Regions from separate parts of the Macaca mulatta genome. Here region 2 is linked to region 1. A link is a contact called in public Hi-C data. All regions are on one chromosome and are shown on one strand. Each heading gives the region's core, a stretch centred on a gene start, on an enhancer-like site or on the middle of the called end of the contact. The rest is flanking DNA. Distances are from core to core; before and after follow the strand shown. Region 1 holds the start of C1H1orf216 (chromosome 1 C1orf216 homolog). Region 2 holds the start of TFAP2E (transcription factor AP-2 epsilon).

Evidence for each region. A called contact is a pair of places that touch in the nucleus more often than the background predicts.
Region 2: a contact with region 1 is called in a Hi-C map of liver, with 5 times the contacts expected there. The contact joins the promoter of TFAP2E here to the promoter of C1H1orf216 in region 1. A contact is called at or near these places in 7 of 14 Hi-C or Micro-C datasets (CD4 T cells, cortical neurons, fetal cortex germinal zone and 3 more) and 2 of 4 datasets of contacts at active chromatin or transcription factors (intermediate progenitor cells and interneurons).

Annotation. Positions count from the first base shown.
Region 1 is chr1:205,100,902-205,105,396 of T2T-MMU8v2.0, reverse strand. It overlaps C1H1orf216 (chromosome 1 C1orf216 homolog), which reads right to left and starts at 1,296. Exons shown (of 2, transcript XM_077964089.1): 1 at 1,119-1,296.
Region 2 is chr1:205,259,553-205,264,468 of T2T-MMU8v2.0, reverse strand. It overlaps TFAP2E (transcription factor AP-2 epsilon), which reads left to right and starts at 1,348. Exons shown (of 7, transcript XM_077963966.1): 1 at 1,348-4,138; 2 at 4,461-4,916. The coding sequence starts at 4,112.

The DNA.
Region 1 (4,495 bases), core at 47-2,546:
AGCTGTCTTGATACTGCCGCAATCAATATTACATAAACAAGCACGGTTAGTTATGCCTTCCTCTGGGTCCCCACTGCCCTGGGTACACACTGTCTTATCCAACTTTGTGTCTGTCCCTGGCATACATGGTCGACGATCAGTGAATGTCTATTTAACTGGCAGTTTTGGTTTGTGGCAATGATCTTGTAATAGCAGTTTGTAATCTAGCTTGGACCTCCCCTATATATCCTCCATCATATTCCCCAGAGTCAGCCAGCATAGAGCCCGGAACCAGGCTATCTGTGCATACTGGTACTTGCTAAGCGAGTGAATGGGAGAAGAGACTGCAGTGAATTTCCATGCTCAGGAAGCTACTCCCGACTCCCCCGGGCTGGAAGAGCTGGGTTCAGTTCCCTCTCCTACCCCAGCCAGGGAGCCCAGCCTTCCCCAGTGACAAGCTTTTCTTCTGAGCCTGCCCACTTCCCTCCCAATGCCTCTGGAACACGGCCACTATCTTGTGTCCCTGTCCCTAGCTTGCTCCATCCTGAGGCCCTGGAGGGCGGGCATACCACACCACTCTTCTCTCCTCCATAACCTGCTTCTAACCAAAATTAGGATTTGAATTGACAAAGGAATTCTACTGACCAAACAGCACTGGGATTAGAACAATTTAAGAGCATGAAGAGGAAGGATATTGTAAGTGGAGCCGGCACTGGGAGGCGCTCCATAGGTGGCATGGACCCTCCCCACCCCCAGCAACGGGCAGAAGTCCTGGGGAGAAGGGTGTAGGAACAGTTCCTTTGTAATCGCCCTCTAAGCAAGGCTTGTGGGAAGGTGCCTACAGATCTCCCCTCGCCCCAATTTTTAATTTTTCCTATACTTGGATGGGGCCATGAAGGAAGCTGGGATGGGGTAGGGGTGGCGCTAGGGATCACAGGGTTCTCAGAAATAGTAAAATAGGAACCCCGCCACCCCAGGACTAGGTCTCCGCCCAAATAGGAGGCAGCCTCCTTTCCTGGCCTTGCGGGAGTGGGAGAACACCCCAGGAGGCAGAGACCATCCTTCCCTAGTCTCCTCGGAGGCCGCTGTGACTCCCCGCTTCCCGCGGCTGGGCCCCAAGCCCCCCGCCTCCGACTCACGGCCTAGAGGCGCCCGATCCGGCGCGTCTGGCTATGGCTCCGCCCGGCCCTGGTGGTGTCTAGTCCCTGGGCTGGGGGTTCCTCGGCCTGGGCGTCTCCGCGGTCCAAGGGTGGGTGCGGGGCTCCCGGGCAGCGCGCCCAGCCCCAGGTCCGGACTGCGGAGTCAGGCGGCGTCTGCGCGGCGGGGCGGAGCGGCCGGGCCCACGTGGGCCGGTTCGGTTTTCCGCGGAGCCGCGCGCTAGGCTCTGCGCCGGAACCGCCTCGCCCCCGCGCGGGGCCGCGTTGAACCAGGCCTTTCAGGTCCGGTGCTCTCTCCTATTGGCGTTCGCTGGGCCCTTCCCATCAGTTCACCTCACTGCAGACACCGTGCCATTTTCAAGTGAAATCTGATTAGTCACCACCTTCCGGCTTTAAACTCCTCTAGGACTTCCCCACAGCCGGGACAACCCCTAAGGCAGCAGCCGCGGGGCTCTGCGCGTCCGGCCCTCCGTCTGCCTCTCCGGCTTTGTCCTCTACCCTCCCTCTCCGCAGCTACCCTCCCGCACGCCCCTTTCCGCCACGCGGCTTTGGCACGCACGGTTCCCTCGGTCTAGCAGTCTCTTCCCCCTCTCGATTTACTCCTATTTCAGCTCTCTTCTCGGAGAAATCTCTGACTCCCTAGATCGCATTCGTTCCCCCTTGTATGTCAGGGCACGTTCCTTTTCTTCATAGCATTTATCACAATTTGGAATTATATATTTCTTTTTGTGCTACTTGACTAAAGTCACTGAGACCGGGCGCGGTGGCTCACGCCTGTAATCCCAGCACTTTGGAAGGCCGAGGCCGGCGGATCACCTGAGGTCAGGAGTTCGAGACCAGCCTGGCCAACATGGTGAAACACTGTCTCTACTAAAATAGGAAAATTAGCTGGGCGTGGTGGCGGGCGCCTGTAATCCCAGGTACTCGGGAGGCTGAGGCAGGAGAATCGCTTGAACCTGGGAGGTGGAGGTTGCAGTGAGCCAAGACTGTACCACTACACTCCAGCCTGGGCAACAGAGTGGGACTCTGTCTCAAAAAAAAAAAAAAAAAGAGAGAGAGAGAGAAAGAAGAAGATCCAGCCTGGGACAGGTCCCAGGGCTGATGTCCTGTACCTGGGATGGGGGCTCTCCACAGGACACAGAGCCCGTCCATGACACCTGTGCAGTGGGCACTAGTGCTTTTGCCCAGGTGAGGAGGAACAAGGTTATAAAAAGGGTCCTGGCTTCCAAACTCTAGTGAATTCTTCTCAGAGCTCCACTCTACTGAAGCTTGATCCCCCTCTTTTGCACCCTGGGGAAATGTGAAGTTGGGGACACTGTTTGGAATAAAAGAGAACAGAGTTTAGTAATTGCTGACCCTAATATATAAGGTACCCTCTTCCAGTTTCAACTTGATTCCAAGTCACCATTCTGCAACCTAGATACTAATTGGCAAATTGAAATCACACCAAGAAATCCTATATGCAAAAACAGGGAAAATGGAAAATAAATTTTTATGATTATGATGACTATTTTAAGAGGGAAAAGGAAATAAGAAGAAGGCAGAAGTAATTCAAACTTTGCACACTCCTCCAGCTAAGAAAATACAGGTGGAGATGTCAGCCTCATTTCTACATCAGATCCTGTGGCCTAAGTTCTCTCCCTTCCCTTATCCACTTCAGGTTCCCCTGGCCTTCAGCCTGGGGTGACCCAAATCCAAATCCTTACTGTTGGTTGTTTTTTTTGTTTTTTGAGATGTATTCTCGCTCTGTCGCCTAGGCTGGAGTGCAGTGGTGCAATCTCGGTTCACCGCAACGTATGCCTCTCAGGTTCAAGCGATTCTCTTGCCTCAGCCTCCCGAGTAGCTGGGATTACAGGTGTATGCATCACGTCAGCTAATTTTTGTATTTTTAGTAGAGATGGGGTTTCACCATGTTGGTCAGGTTGGTCTTGATCTCCTGACCTTGTGATCCACCCACCTCAGCCTCCCAAAGTGCTGGGATTACAGGCGTGAGCCACTATGCCCGGCCCAAATCCTCACTCTTAAAGGCTCTCAGCTTTGGTGATCTAGGGTTATGCAGTTCTCCCCAGACCACAGAGCCATAAAGTCATCAATTGTTTGTTCTGCCCAGAATAGCCTTTCTCTGCCTCTGTTTGGACTCTGTCTCTCCCAGCTTAACCATGTGGGTCAAATGAAAGCCTGAAGAATCAAGGGATAGGAACTCCACTCCAGGTGAGCCAGTCGGAGTCTGGGATCTTCTGAAATGAAATTAAAGGAAGATGAGGCAGGGAAGAAACAGAGATGAGAGACAGAAGTTCTGATAATGTTGCAGACCCTGTTTCCTGAATCTAAATTTATAGTTTTGTGTGCCTTATTTTGCCAAGCCTAACTTGAGTGGAATTCTTTCACCGACAATCAAAAGAATGCTGATTAATACAATAGCACAAGGTGGTGACCCCAGGGTCTCTGGGTTCCACTCACCCACCTCTCAACCCTTATTAGGTAGCAGTAACTCCCTTTCTCCTTGAGAGCCATTATCAGTCCAGTCTACACTGTGACCACCCCCTTCTATTCCTCTAGTACTACCAGGAGCCTGAAATCCAAGAGAATCATCTTTGTGTTTCTTGGTTAGAAACGTTCCTCCCACGACGCTATCACCATCTTTTTTTTTTTTTTCCCAAGACAGTTTCACTCTGTCACCCAGGCTGGAGTGCAGTGGCGTGATCTCAGCTCACTGCAACTTCCACCTCCCAGGTTCAAGCCATTCTCCTACCTCAGCCTCCTGAGTAGCTGGGATTACAGGCACATGCCATCACACCCAGCTAATTTTTGTATTTTTAGCACAGACAGGGTTTCACCATGTTGGTCAGGCTGATCTCGAACTCCTGACCTCAAATGATCCGCCCGCCTCGACCTCCCAAAGTGCTGGGATTACAGGCGTGAACCACCATGCCCGGCTGATGCTATCACCTTCTGACCTGCAATACCCAGAATCTCAGAGACAGGAACAAAACTCTTAGTCCTTTGGTACAATCATATAAGGTGCCACAACCACCTCTACCTCTTCTTCCTATGCATTCTGGCTGCAAAGTACAAAACATTATATACATTGATTTAAAGCCTATATTGGGCCTGGTGTGGAGGCTCACACCTGTAATCCCAGCACTTTGGGAGGCCGAGGCGGGCGGATCACTTGAGGCTGGGAATTCGAGACCAGCCTGGCCAACATGATGAAACCCCGTTTCTACGAAAAATACAAAAATTAGCCAGGCATGGTGGTGCGCATCTGTAATCCCAGCTATTCAGGAGGCTGAAGCAGGAGAATTGCTTGAACCTGGGAGGTGGAGGTTGCAGTGAGCCAAGATCGTGCCACTGCACTC
Region 2 (4,916 bases), core at 99-2,598, 160 kb before region 1:
AGTTATTGCAATGGCCTAGATAGTGGTTCTCAAACTTCAGTGTGCCTCTGCGTCACCTTAAGGACTTATTAATAACACAGGTTGCTGGGCTCCACCCCAGAGTTACTGACTCAGAAGGTCATGAGTGGGATCCAAGAACTGGGACTTCTAGCAAGCTCCCAGATATTGTTGGTGATGCTGGTCCAGGAACCACAATTTGGCTGTGTTGCCCAGGCTGGTCTCAAACTCCTGGACTCTCACTTTGAGAGCCACTGGTCTATGAGTAAGAGTAAGGTAGCATAAGGTGCTGAGACAGGGGTGCATTGTGCCCTTTGGGATACCTGCCTCAATTCTCCACTACATACCTTCTGTGAGTGGATGTCTAAGGGTTAGAAATGGCAACACTCCATAAGGATTAGCTGGTGGGGGTTAAGGAAAGGTCCTAGGCTTTTCTGGGATGACTAGCAAGTTTTGAACTTGAAGGAGGGTGGTGTCATTTATGAAACTACAGAGCAAAGGAGGAGAAGCAGGTTGGGGTTGGTGGTGGGGATGGTGGAGGAGATGTTGAGTTCAGTGTTGGACTTGGAAAATTTCAAATGGCTGCAATCTGCAATGAGATGTCTGGAGAAAATATACAGCTGGCGACTGTGTCTATGGGTCTGGATCCCTCACTAGTGATCCAGGCCAGAGATAACACAGTTGGGAGAAAACAGCAGACAGGTAGTTATTAAAGACTTGGGCCGGGCATGAAGGCTCATGCCTGTAATCTCAGCACTTAGGGAGGCTGAGGCGGGCAATCACTTGAGGTCAGGAGTTCGAGACCAGCCTGGCCAACACGGTGAAACCCTGTCTCTACTAAAAATACAAAAATTAGCCGGGCATGGTGGTGGGCCCCTGTAATCCCAGTTACTCAGGCAACTGAGGCATGAGAATTGCTCGAACCCAGGAGGTGGAGGTTGCAGTGAGCCAAGAGTGCACCATTGCATTCCAGCCCAGGCAACAGAGTAAGACTCTGTATTAAAAAAAAAAAAAAAAAAGGGCCGGGCGCGGTGGCTCAAGCCTGTAATCCCAGCACTTTGGGAGGCCGAGACGGGCGGATCACGAGGTCAGGAGATCGAGACCATCCTGGCTAACACGGTGAAACCCCGTCTCTACTAAAAAATACAAAAAAAAAAAAAAAAAAACTAGCCGGGCGAGGTGGCGGGCGCCTGTAGTCCCGGCTACTCGGGAGGCTGAGGCAGGAGAATGGCGGGAACCCGGGAGGCGGAGCTTGCAGTGAGCTGAGATCCGGCCACAGCACTCCAGCCTGGGTGACAGAGCGAGACTCCGTCTCAAAAAAAAAAAAAAAAAAAAAAAAAAAAAAAAAAGGACTTGAGAGGGGATGAGCTCACTCATGAAGAGCACAGATAGGAAGAAAAAGCAGAAGCTTCTCCGCTCTGAGAAAGAGTTACTGACCTGAAGCATGTAGGTGAAAGAGAAACAGAAGAGAAGACAGAAATGGTCAGAGGAGGAGAATGAGGCAAGAAGGGGCTATCAAAGCTGTAGGAAGTAGATTGGGGAAACCCAAGGAAGCCGCAGACAGGCAGCACATCCCGTCACTCTGGCCTTCCCAAGCTTCTGGTGAGAGCAGGGGCATCCCTGCAGCTGGGCACAGGCATCATCTCCTTTGCTGCTCCTAGACTTCTCCCAAAGGAGTCAGTCCACCAACTTCTATTCACGCACTGACACCTGTCCTGGAGCTTGACTTCTGATGCCATGTGGCTGGGGCTGAGAGAGGGAGGAAGAGGGTGTTGCCACAGACTCCCTCATATATAGATACACACACTCCTGATCTCTGACCCATCTTGGGCAGGAAAGTTGCAGAGCTTCCCAATTCTGCTTCATCCACCACCCTCGCTGGTGGTTCCAGACTTCGGAAAGTTCTTAATGATGAATCCTTGGCTTCTAGCCTCCTTCTTTCCCCACCGCTCCCCAGGCTGAGATCATCCAGCCCTGAGCTCTGCACCTGCCATGCGCCTTCTGGGATACCCACTTAGAACCATACATTCCAGGCCGGGTGCAGTGGCTCACGCCTGTAATCCCAGCACTTTGGGAGGCCGAGGCGGGTGGATCACCTGAGGTCGGGAGTTCGAGACTAGCCCGACCAACATGGAGAAACCCCGTCTCTACTAAAAATACAAAATTAGCTGGGCGTGGTGGCGCATGCCTATAATCCCAGCTACTAGGGAGGCTGAGGCAGGAGAATTGCTTGAGCCTGGGAGGCGGAGGTTGTGGTGAGCCGAGATCGTGCCATTGCACTCCAGCCTGGGCAACAACAGTGAAACTCCGCCTAAAAAAAAATAAAAGAACCATACATTCCACGAGTTAATGGTGTCACTATCACCGCTTCTTCTATATCAATAATTTTGCCTTAATCTTCTCATTTACTACTTCACAAAAAAGGACCTTAAAAAAACTAGTCTTCTCTGCCTTCCCCTGCTTTTTTATTGGTGTTGTCAAAGTTGCAGAAACTGAGATCACAGAGGAAACGGGACATAGCAAGGATCACACAGTCAGCCAGAGTCGGGACTAAATCCAAGCCCCTGAGTCTGAGGCAGTAGAGAATAGTGATTCTGAGCAGAGAGGGGCCAAGGCCAGGTTACCCCAGCTCTGCCACTTAGCTGCTTGACCTTGGGCAAGCCATTTAACCTCTCCATGCCTCACCCCTCCCCTGAAAATGGGGATGATATGGGTATCTCTTTCCTAGAGCTGCTGTGAGTGTTAAATAACCCAATATTCGTGAAGCACTTTGCGCAGAGGCTGGCACATTCTGTACTAAGTCTGCTGTGATGATTTCTACTTCGCCCTGGTCTGCACGTCTTCTTGCTTTCAGAAACATCTTCCTTCTGCTTCTTAATTCCCGTTCTCCTTAGCATGCCTCTCATTTGTCCATCTTTAATCCCTGTCTCTGCTTCTCAGGAGGGGAGGGTTGGGTTTGGGGAGAAAGAAAGAGTGAGTGACTATAAAGACTGGAACTTGCTTGACAGCCAGGGAGTGCCTGCCATGGTAACACACAAACATGTAGCCTGTGCATGTTAGCGTAACAATCACATGGCATCCATGCTAGTCAGTTACACACAGTCACTCAACAGTCTCTGGGTATCTCATGCCCACACTCAATCAGCCCAGGTCGCCTGGGGCTTCAGAAATATCTTGGCCCCTGGTCAGGTGGAGCTCATACCCAAATCCATCCCAAGTAAGTCTCTCTCTGTCTGGCCAGCTTGTGTCTCCAACTCCCTCAGAGCCTGGTTTGGCCTTGGAATTTTTCAGCCCAGGAAGCCTGAGTGAAGTGGGCGCCTTCGGGGGATTTTGATCCAGAACCATTCAGGAGAGACTGTGATGGTAGACCCCCTACACACAAACACACACAGGCACACCTGTGCGCATGAGCAGATAGGCTTGAGTCTGCAGCTCACAAACTTATTCCACGTTCCCGATTGCCCACCTCATCCAAAGTCTCTTGAGGTGCTTAGAGAAAGGATTGATACCTATTTTACCGAGGAAGCTGAGGTCAGCGAAGAATAGTGCTTTGCTTAAAGGTAAGGATGCGATAGAGCCAAACAAATGTAGGGCCCTTGCGTCCCAGCCTCGAATCTTTCTGTTTCACTGCAGCTGCGAGCTGCGAGCCCAGAAGGTGGCTCAGATCAACGTGGGCTGAATTCACGCCCCCCACTCACCCTACCCAATCCCGCCAAAGCCATTGCCTCCCCTTTGGCGGCCACTGGGGTAAAGGGAGAGAACTGCCATAGCTTGTCCCTTTAATGCGCGCCCCCGGAGGCCCGGCGCGCCCCCGCCACTATAACTGGAGTGCATGGAGCAGGCTACGCTCAGAGGAGGAAGGGCGGGCGCTGGGCACCCGTTGACCGACTTTTCCAAGTGCGATCAGTGCCCGTCCGTCCTGCCTCCATGGACCCGCACCGGAACGGCCACCGCTGAGGACCCCACGCACACTAGGATCCCGGCTGGGTCGCACCCGGCTACCGCACCGTGACCCCCGCCGGCTGTGCGGGCTCCCCGCGCCTCTACCCGCAGCGCTCGCCGTCGGGCTAGGGCTCGGCTACCGCCACGCCTCGCGCCCCGCACTCACCACCCCATGCTGGTGCACACCTACTCTGCCATGGTGAGTAGTCTCGGGCCCGGGACATACTCGGCCGGGGGATCGGGGCGCCTGAGTGCTGGACTTTCCAACCCTCCTGCCCCGCGCCAACGAAATCTCAGAGGGAGGGGGCCGTAGGGACTCCGTCAGCTGAGAACGCTATGCGCAAGTGACCGCTGTCCCCAGCCTGAGGCTCCTGCGCTCGCGGGTGGCTGGGAAATAAACCTCCGGCCCTAGGAAGCGGGAGGGACGGCGGCTGGACCCTCCCGAGCTGAGGAGGAGCCTTGCGGGCTGGGGTCCTTTCAGCTGCCAGTGGATCACCTAACGCACACCTCTCCTTCCTCAGGAGCGCCCCGACGCGCTGGGCGCAGCGGCCGGCGGGGCCCGCCTGTCGTCTCTGCCCCAGGCGGCCTACGGGCCGGCGCCCCCGCTCTGCCACACGCCAGCCGCCGCAGCTGCCGCCGACTTCCAGCCGCCCTACTTCCCGCCGCCCTACCCGCAGCCACCGCTGCCCTACGGTCAGGCGCCCGACGCAGCCGCAGCCTTTCCCCACCTGGCAGGGGACCCGTATGGCGGCCTGGCGCCCCTGGCGCAGCCGCAGCCTCCTCAGGCCGCTTGGACAGCGCCCCGCGCAGCCGCCCGCGCCCACGAGGAGCCACCCGGCTTGCTGGCACCGCCCGCCCGCGCCATGGGCCTTGACCCGCGCCGTGACTACGCCGCCGCTGTGCCCCGGCTCCTGCACAGCCTGGTTGACGGCGCGCACGGCCTGGCAGACGCGCCGCTCGGCCTTCCGGGGCTGGCG